2 separate regions of the Mus musculus genome follow, and region 1 is linked to region 2. A link is a contact called in public HiChIP or PLAC-seq data. All regions are on one chromosome and are shown on one strand. The core of a region is the stretch at or near the end of the contact, and the rest is flanking DNA. Distances in the headings are between cores, read along the strand shown.

Region 1 (4,247 bases), core at 254-2,753, 160 kb after region 2:
CGCTTGCATGCTCCCACCACACTAAAGCTCCAAAGCGTCGATCTCCCAGGCACCCTACTTGGTGTCACCTTGACTTTGTGCTCAGGACGTTTTGTCTCCTTCCTTCACCTAACTTTCTCCTGTTCTTAAAGTTAAGCAGGTATGGCTAGCTGACGGAACCCCTCCTTGTCAGTGTTCCATTCCTACCCAGGCGCTAAGGGAGCTGATTGGAGGTCCCCCACAGTGCCAGTACAGAGCTCTGCGCGGCTTTTCATGCTTCTTATTCTGTTTTTTCTGAACAGTTTTTAGTTCTAGGGGCCACATGAGGTTAAGCTACAGGCCTCATGGTATTTTTGTGCCAAAAGTCTCCAAAACAGACTTTTCAGCCAATGTCAAAACAGCTTTATGTGAAATTATTTGACAGGGGGTTCAGTACTGAACATCTAAATTCTGTTCTGCACTTTAAAATCACAAATTCTTAATATTACACTATTATAATATTTTATATTTTGACTAATCAGTGCTTTTATTCACTTCAGTGACTGTATTTATTCATTCTGGAGGTTAGACATCAGTATGTGTATATTCCTGTCTTCCACCACGCCTACTAGAATACTCAAAGTAACTCTTTAGTATTTTAAATTTTAATTTTTTTCTCCTTATCAATTTGCAGTGAGCATGTCCACAGCACTGCTCTGTCTTGTTGGCCACAGAGGCCACAGTCCAGTGCTCTCTGCAGCTAAGGAATCTTAAGCCTTGAGCCCCACCATCCCTCTCCAATAGGAAATCTAGGTGTCAAACTGGAGGAAGCAGCCCTGTTTGAATTAGAGTGAGTGATATTGGTGTCAGGGTATCCCTTTTAAAGAGTTAGTACTGACATATTTTGGTCCATTGTAGTTTTCAAACTTTTTCGTCTAGTTTTTCTCATTATCCCTTGTTCAAATGAACTCTTAACCAAGGATGTCACTGTGCATCCTGGGAGGAGAGGGAGGAGACAGGAGGATAGTGGCCACCAGTCCAGAGCCCCAGCTTAGACCCTCCTCCTCATCCCCACCCAACACAGCTCAAGAATCCTCAAATCTCATTTAAAATGCTTTTTAGAAAATGTGTTCTGTGATATGAACTAAGAACTCACCTAAGAACTTGGTTTAAAAGCAGGAACCACTGCTGGTGGAAAAGTGGTTTTTAAGTACAAAGGAAAATGCTCTGCGTTAACGGCTCTTGTTTCAGCCATAAAAGAGTTAATGCACCGAGCAATAAAGGCTGCGATTTGATTCTGCAGCGGGGATAGTGCTCTCAGTCTCTGTCATTTGTGGTTCAGAGAAGGGGGTGGTGTTCTGCATTTGAAAGGACTTTAATGAATGCTGTCAGTGTTTGTGCGAGTCCAGGGTCTGGATGGGAAGGGGAGCAGGGAAAGTGCTGGGGCTGCTTCAGGATAGGTGGATCAGAGTTTGCTCCGATCGAGCGGAGTGTTCCACCGCGTTCATCTTTATTCATTACCCTTTGTTCTTCATAGTCTGATATATTGGGATGAAAGTAAATGGAGATATATATTTGAACGATTTGTTTTCTTTTAAAGCTATTTTTTGGGTACAGCAGGGAATATACTTCTCTTGTCTTGGTTGGATACACAAATCTGTGCGCCGTGTTTTTTGCCCGTTGCCTAGACGATCACTCGGTTTCTCTGAGGATGTCTGGTTCTCGCAAAGAGTTTGACGTGAAACAGATTTTGAAAATCAGGTGGAGGTGGTTTGGCCATCAAGCATCGTCTAACTCTTCCGTTGACAGCCAGCAGGGAGAATTTTGGAACCGAGGACAGACCGGAGCAAACGGTGGGAGAAAGTTTTTAGATCCGTGTAACCTACAATTGCCTTTGGCTTCCATTGGTTACCGAAGGTCCAGCCAACTGGATTTCCAGAATTCACCTTCTTGGCCAATGGCATCCACCTCAGATGTCCCTGCATTTGAGTTTACAGCAGAAGGCTGTGCTGGTGCACACTGGCTGGAGAGACCAGAAGTGGACGATGGCACTAGTGAAGAGGAAAATGAATCTGATTCCAGCTCGAGCAGGTTGATTATTCTCTTACTGTCAGAGACGGGGTGCGGGGTGTGTGCTCTATGCTAGTGGAGAATAACTGACTATTTACTAGCTTATCTCTGTGGTTGTCCGTACATCTGCTTCCCGTGAACTGCCTACATGAATGGCATCTTGGTATGGATACGTAGGTTTGCTAGGATTTGGGAAATGTCTCGTTAATTCTGTGAAATTTAAAGGCACCAAATAGCTTTCATTTTGAAATACCTTGCATTTCATGTATAGATCTGACACTGCCTTGAAAATAGTATGTAGCAGCAGTTTTATACGGTGTTGCCTGGCTGTATTCATCCGGCTTCTGTATTTACACTAAAACTATGAGACATTTCTACAGTATAAATCCTTGTGGTATTTTGGGTTATAATAGATTGTGGAGTCGTTTTAATTTGATAAAAATGAAAGGTTCTATAAAAAGAGATACACTGTAGTTCCCAATTTTTGACACCATTTTAGTTGTCAATACTGTTTTTCTGTGGTTATGTCTTTGTCCTGTGGATGTTGCAGCTCTGCAGACTAAGACAGAGAATACTAAGTAATGTATGTGTCTCTCTCAAGGATAGCACCACCGATTCCTGTTACCCCCACTTTCCACTGAAATTCACGCTGTTTAAGGAAAAGAAAGATAATCTTTTAGTAAAGTTTAAGAGAACATGGTGTCGGGAGTGCTAGATGTGGTCAGCCAGTCAAAAAGATGATAAGGAAAATGAGTTGGAAGGAATGCAATAAAGCAAAGAATTGATAATTTCATGATGATTTTGTTCCTCCTTCCTGGCACCTTCTTATCTTTAGGATGGATTTTCTTGGTCCGCTTTCCATGCTGTGTAACAAGTTAAAGTCGACTTTCTGATACATCTTCATTGTAGAATATTTCTAAATACTTAAAGACACAAACACCTACTCATTTGACATTCAATTACTTTTTGCTCTTTGAAATTAGTTTGCAGGTTTTGATTATTATAATCTCTAGGTTGGCTATTGTAAGTGTAGGTAGGCATCCTGAAGAATTCGGGTCGAATGGACTCATAGATTCAAGTGTCTCATGCTTGGAAATCCTCGCCCTTTCTCTTCCTCTAACCTTCAGAACATGGAATTCTGACCTGTGGGAGGATAGAAACATAGACTGTCATCTGTAGCCTGTATAACTGAGAGAGGGGAGAATCTTTACTTAGGTAAATAGCATATTTAATTTAAAAAAAATGTTATTACTTCATGACTTGCCTTTATTGTAAGGGAAAAGGAGCCATGAATAATTTTAATATTGAGATTAACTCAACAAACATGATCCTATTATATATTGGGACTTTTGCCATAAAGAAAACTAATTTTTAATTTTTTTTTACCAATTTCTGTGTGAAAATAAATTTTTCCATTTGAAAAATCAATATATTAAGAATATTTAAATAGTGTTAAAAAACAAAACATTCACTTCTTTACCAGCTTAGGTCATAAAACTATTAACATCTATCTACTACCCAATTATGTGATAATAACATTTATGCACATGTCTAATATAGAGAAAATTTACACATACTTCCTTATATCATAGATAGTTAACATAACCAATGAATATTAAATTTTAACCCTCTTTTGCGTGTACACTGAAATATTTTGGTGAGGTGTTAGTAATGAGAGAAAATATTTTTGTTCTGACTCAGAGATAGTTATTGTATAGTCCTCAAGAATCTTGCATTGATATTTTTACTTATAGGAATATAAAATTAAAATGCTCATCAAGGACATGGTGAACGATGGGAGTAGACATGTCACATCCTCAGAGACCTAATTAAAAAAAAAAACTATGTGTACAGTAAAACATAATATAAGTAAATCTCTGATTTGTAGATAGGAGGGGCCATTCAAGAGCTTATTCTTGATGGTTTAACATTTCAATATTATTGCAAAAAAAAAAAAGATCTATAGTTTAGTGTGTGCTTGTCCCTCACATCTCCATGTCATCCTATGTTGAATGTATCCAATCTTTATGCCTCTGTCAATCCTCTGGCTGACACTTTAACCTTTGTCACAGGGAGAAATTTGTCACCCTCAGCATTTTAAACAGCCAAAGTTCCTAAGTGAGTGTCCTTTTACTATAAGCAAATTGAAGCCCATTAATACTGTTGTCAAATCCCAGCACTTGAGAAGCAGAGGCAGGTGGATTTCTGAGTTCGAGGCC
Region 2 (4,350 bases), core at 559-3,058:
TGGGTAAAGGAATTCTTTCTTCAGTTCAGACTGAATACATAATATTAATGTGTTCAAATTCACTGATGGACATAAAAAATTAGGAAAAAACTGTAGGCTATACCATATCACACATTATTTGAATGTTCTAAAATTCAAAGGAATGACATATTCTCACAAAATTTTAAAAAAGAAGTTGGCATACTTTTGTGAAAATCAGACTAGAAAATTAATGGCTTTTCAGTAGAAAGGGATTTTAAAACTGTCTCATTATATGATTTAAAATAAAATAAAATTTGCTGTCACACGCGCCAAGGTGCTCTTCAGAAGCTTTAGAAGCGACATACAATAGTAAGCAACCAGCCTGTCAGCAACCAGTGAGAACCAGGGTCTAAGGGCTCAGAACACTCAGTACTGATAACAGGGTGGACCAGGCACGACTTACAGCCCCGTTGAGTGGTCTCACTATCAGAGGGAAACAAATAAACGAAGTAATGGAAGCAAATGCAAATACCTGAACTAGCTTAGAGATCCAAAACTATCAGTCTTGAATGGCCCCACTCAGAGCCCCTCCCACTCTGAACATTTTTTCTCATCTTCCTAAAAAGAAAAAAGAAAAGAGCAACAAACTAGCAGAAGTCAACTGTCTTAGGGTTTCACTGCTGTGAGCAGACACCATGACCGTGTCAACTCTTATAAGGACAACATTTAATTGGAACTGGCTTATAGGTTCAGAGGTTCAGTCCATCATCATCAAGGCGAGAGCATGGCAGCATCCAGGCAGGCATGGTGCAGGAGGAGCTGAGAGTTCTAAGTCTTCATCTGAAAGCTGCTAGCAGAGCAGTGCCTTTCAGGCAGTCCATAGGATGAGGGTCTTAAGTCCATGCCCACAGTGACACACCTACTCCAAGGCCACTCCCACTACAACAAGGCCACACCTCCTAATAGTGCCACTCCCTGGCTCAAGCATATAAGTTACACCAACAACTGACTACTTAAAATTAAGAACTCCAGGGTGGTGAAAAGTCCCCCCAAGCACACAAAGTTCTATTCTAACAGGTGTTTATTGTTTGCAACTGCACAGAAATGCACAAGCAACTCCTCAAAGGAAAGAAACACACACAAACGGAAGCTGCCTAAAAAGAGAGAGCAGCTTACAAAGAGAAAACCAGAAAGGGGGCGCGCATGAGAAATGGTGACCAGTCAAACCTTGGAGACGCATACCTTTAATCCTAGGCAGAGGCTGGCAGAGGTCTGAGTACAAGGCCAGCCTGGTCTACAGAGTGAGATCTAGGACAGCCAGGGCGACACGGAGAAACTACGTGGTGCAAACCCCATCCCATTCCGCCCCACCCTACCCTACCCCCTGCTGCCATCAGGGAGGGGAGGGGAGGGGAGGGGAGATTTTGTTTGCTTTGGACAAATACATTTTCCACGCCAAACGCAGATGTGCAATGCCCAGGCCAAAGAGAATGAATTTGGGCTTTGATCCACATTTCCAAGCTGGCCTTCTAGAAAGCATGGCTCCTTTGAGTCTTTTTACTTTTGTTTCTAATCACATCCCACTCCCATCGCTGACGTGGTCAGAGAATTCCACCTAATTTAGAACCGGGAAATCCCACGGTGAGGCTAGGGGACTCCTTACAACCTGCAGGGCTTCCCCAGTGCTTCGTAATGGAAGGCAGGGGACCCCGCGCTCTGCCCCGACCACCGATCTGGGACGGCGGAGTTCGGAGTTCGCAGCAGGTCAGGGTGCAGTGGGGCCGGGCAGAGGCAGAGGAGGGCGGCCCGGGGCGGGGCAGCTTGGCCGGTCCCTCCCCTGCGGCCGCGTCCCCGCCGGTCCTGCCGACGTGGCGGGGCGGGACCCGGGACTCCCGCGCGCACTCGGCCGGCCAAGCGGTAAGAGCCCGGGGCGCCCTCTCCCCATCCCCTTCCCGGGCGGGAGGGGACCAGCGCGCCGCGACCCTTGTCCGCTGTAGGGTGTGAGAAATCACCGGCGGGGAACCGTCCCGAGAAAGCAACTTGCTTGGGCACGAAGGTCGGGGGAGACGCGGCCGAGGGCCCTGCGTGGGTGCGGGCGTGTGAGTGTGTGTGTGTGAGTGTGTGTCGCTCCAAGTCCACGCTCATGCACACACCCACACGCCCGCACGCCCGGTCTGCACCCTCGTCCGGCCTGGAGCTCCGTGGAGTCCGCTGCCAGAGGCTAGGCACAAGCCAGTCTGGAAAGTTTCCCCAAGTGTCCCAAGTCTGGGGTGGGCTGTAGGGTCCTCCCAGCGCGACGCTCTGAGGGATCCAGTTCTTGCTAGTCAAAGACCTCCATTCCTAGGGTGAGCTTGTCCTCCCCCTGGGAAAACCGAGCACAGGCCTTGACCTCCATCCTGATCCATCATCTTTCCCTGGCATGCCCCACACCCAGCATGCCTGCGCTCCTGCCCCCCTGAAACACCTTAAGCTAGCACCGTTTGCATTCCCAGGACCCTCTTGGGCCCCCTCTTCCCCACCCCAAAGGCAGCCCCTTTACCCAGCCAGCTTGTCTTCTCCGAGGAATCTGGTGAGTATTTCCCAGCTGTCAGTCAGTCCCCACTTGGATTTCACTGGCTTTTCTTAAAGAAGGAGGACTTTCGGCAGACTATGGGAGCACTCTCTGGGCCATACCATCAGTGTCCACCCCTGAACCTCTTGATAGAAGCTGATGGCTTTTTAAATCAGCAGTCCTTGAACTCCTCCCTGGGACACCAGAACAAGAGAAACAAGGTCATTCCGAGAAGCCTCTCTTAGCTCACCTGGCTTCCTAGAGTTCTTTCCTCCCCAGCCCATATCCTAGACTCTCTCCTCCATTTCCTCTATCAATCCTGAAATGTTCTGATTAAACTTCTTACATTGAAAGCTGCCAGCGATGGAATGAAACTCCAAGGGTGGGATTTGAAGCACAAGTTAGCCAGTGTAGAAGGAATTTGGGGACGGGGGGTGGGGGGTGGGGGGCGGGGTGTTAGGGGGTGGGGGGCTTCCTGAATCTTGGGGATTCAGAAGTGTAAGTAGTTATTTCTTTCATCAGAGCAGGCTTATGTGAGACATCGTTTTTCGTTCAAATCAATATCAAACACAGTATATATCAGTTGAGTAAATATTTGTGGGTCAGAACGAAGCAAGGGCTCGTGGTTCACAGGCTTGAAGGGTGACATAGACGAGTCTTCCAAAGGCATTAGAGAAGTCTGTGGAAGTCTCAGAAGAAGAGAAACAGGAGCAGTTAAATTTTTAGGAGGATATGGAGTAGACAAAGATCAACTTCAAAGTTAAGGATGACACTAAGATGCTGGGTAGTCATGGAAACCGAAATTGGCCTGACCAGAAGACAAAGCATCAGTACAGGCAGCCAGCCTGGAGGTTTAGGAGCAGTGTGAAGAGAGAGGACCAGTGCTGAGGGGAACAAAAGTTTAAGTGCTGAGTTGCAAGAGATAGAGTTGTGTGGACTGTGAAGGGCCACACAAACACTCGTGTTAGTATTTGTTTGTTCGTGTGGGTGAGTGGGTGTTTTGCCTGCATATGTGTGTCTGTGGGCCATGTATATGCAGTGCCCACTGAGGCCAGAAGAGGCCATTGGATTCTCCCCTCTGCTACCCCCTGCCTCCCCCGACACCCGGAGGGGAGCTGGAGTTATAGAGGGTTGTGAGCTGCTATGTGGGTGCTGGAAACCCAACCCATGCAAGACCTCTGGAAGAGCAGCCTGTGCTCTTAACCACTGAGCCACCTCTCTAGCCCCCACTTAGTTTATAAACAGCGCAAATACAGTTGTCTTCTGTGATTCCAAAAATACCTGCCAGGTATAGAGGCAGGCCTGGAGTCAGAGTGTATGCACTGTGAGAACTGGACAGATCTGGGAGCCTCTCCTCTGTGAGTTTACTCTGAGTCACACTTTTGTAAAGTAAGAGAGACAATCTGGGACAAGTATCATGTAACCACATTTTTAAGTGAGGCCACTTAAAAAGGAAGCCATCTACTGTCACTACATTTTCGTGACATTTTAATACCAAGAAAAGCACCGGTGCTAAATGGCCCAATGAAGACAGAGCATTACTTCCAATAAATTTAGACTTAGGAAAATCTTGAAACCCTCTCTTCATTTTTCTCTGCAGTCAGGACTTGGGAACAAAGTTTCCAGATCAGGTTATCCATTCCAGCTTGACACACAGGAGGGAGCTGAAAGTCGGTGAGAACGAGTGAGTTGTTTGCCTACAAAGAGACACTGCAGTCAGACCCAGAGGCCACTGTTTGGGCTTTCCACTTCAGAATCCGACTCACTGTTCCTCCGTGCAGCCTCTGCTCTCAGACACACAGATGTGTATCATGGCCCTCTAGAGCTCATTTCTGATG

What was found. HiChIP or PLAC-seq counts read pairs in DNA pulled down with a chosen protein or histone mark.
Region 1: an H3K4me3 HiChIP or PLAC-seq map of embryonic stem cells shows a contact between it and region 2, with 34 read pairs. The contact joins the promoter of Klhl5 here to the promoter of Fam114a1 in region 2. A contact is called at or near these places in 7 of 39 promoter capture datasets (embryonic stem cells, liver, macrophages and 1 more), 3 of 115 datasets of contacts at active chromatin or transcription factors (bone marrow-derived macrophages and embryonic stem cells) and 4 of 9 other capture datasets (adipose tissue, embryonic stem cells, liver and 1 more).

Annotation. Positions count from the first base shown.
Region 1 is chr5:65,129,728-65,133,974 of GRCm38.p6, forward strand. It overlaps Klhl5 (kelch-like 5), which reads left to right and starts at 1,504. Exons shown (of 11, transcript NM_175174.4): 1 at 1,504-2,049. The coding sequence starts at 1,670. It overlaps LOC115490189 (a long non-coding RNA gene), which reads left to right and starts at 2,056. Exons shown (of 2, transcript XR_003955931.1): 1 at 2,056-3,243.
Region 2 is chr5:64,968,267-64,972,616 of GRCm38.p6, forward strand. It overlaps Fam114a1 (family with sequence similarity 114, member A1), which reads left to right and starts at 1,809. Exons shown (of 14, transcript NM_026667.3): 1 at 1,809-1,878. It overlaps Mir574 (microRNA 574), which reads left to right and starts at 2,052; the gene lies at 2,052-2,129. It also overlaps a transcript of Tlr6 not described here.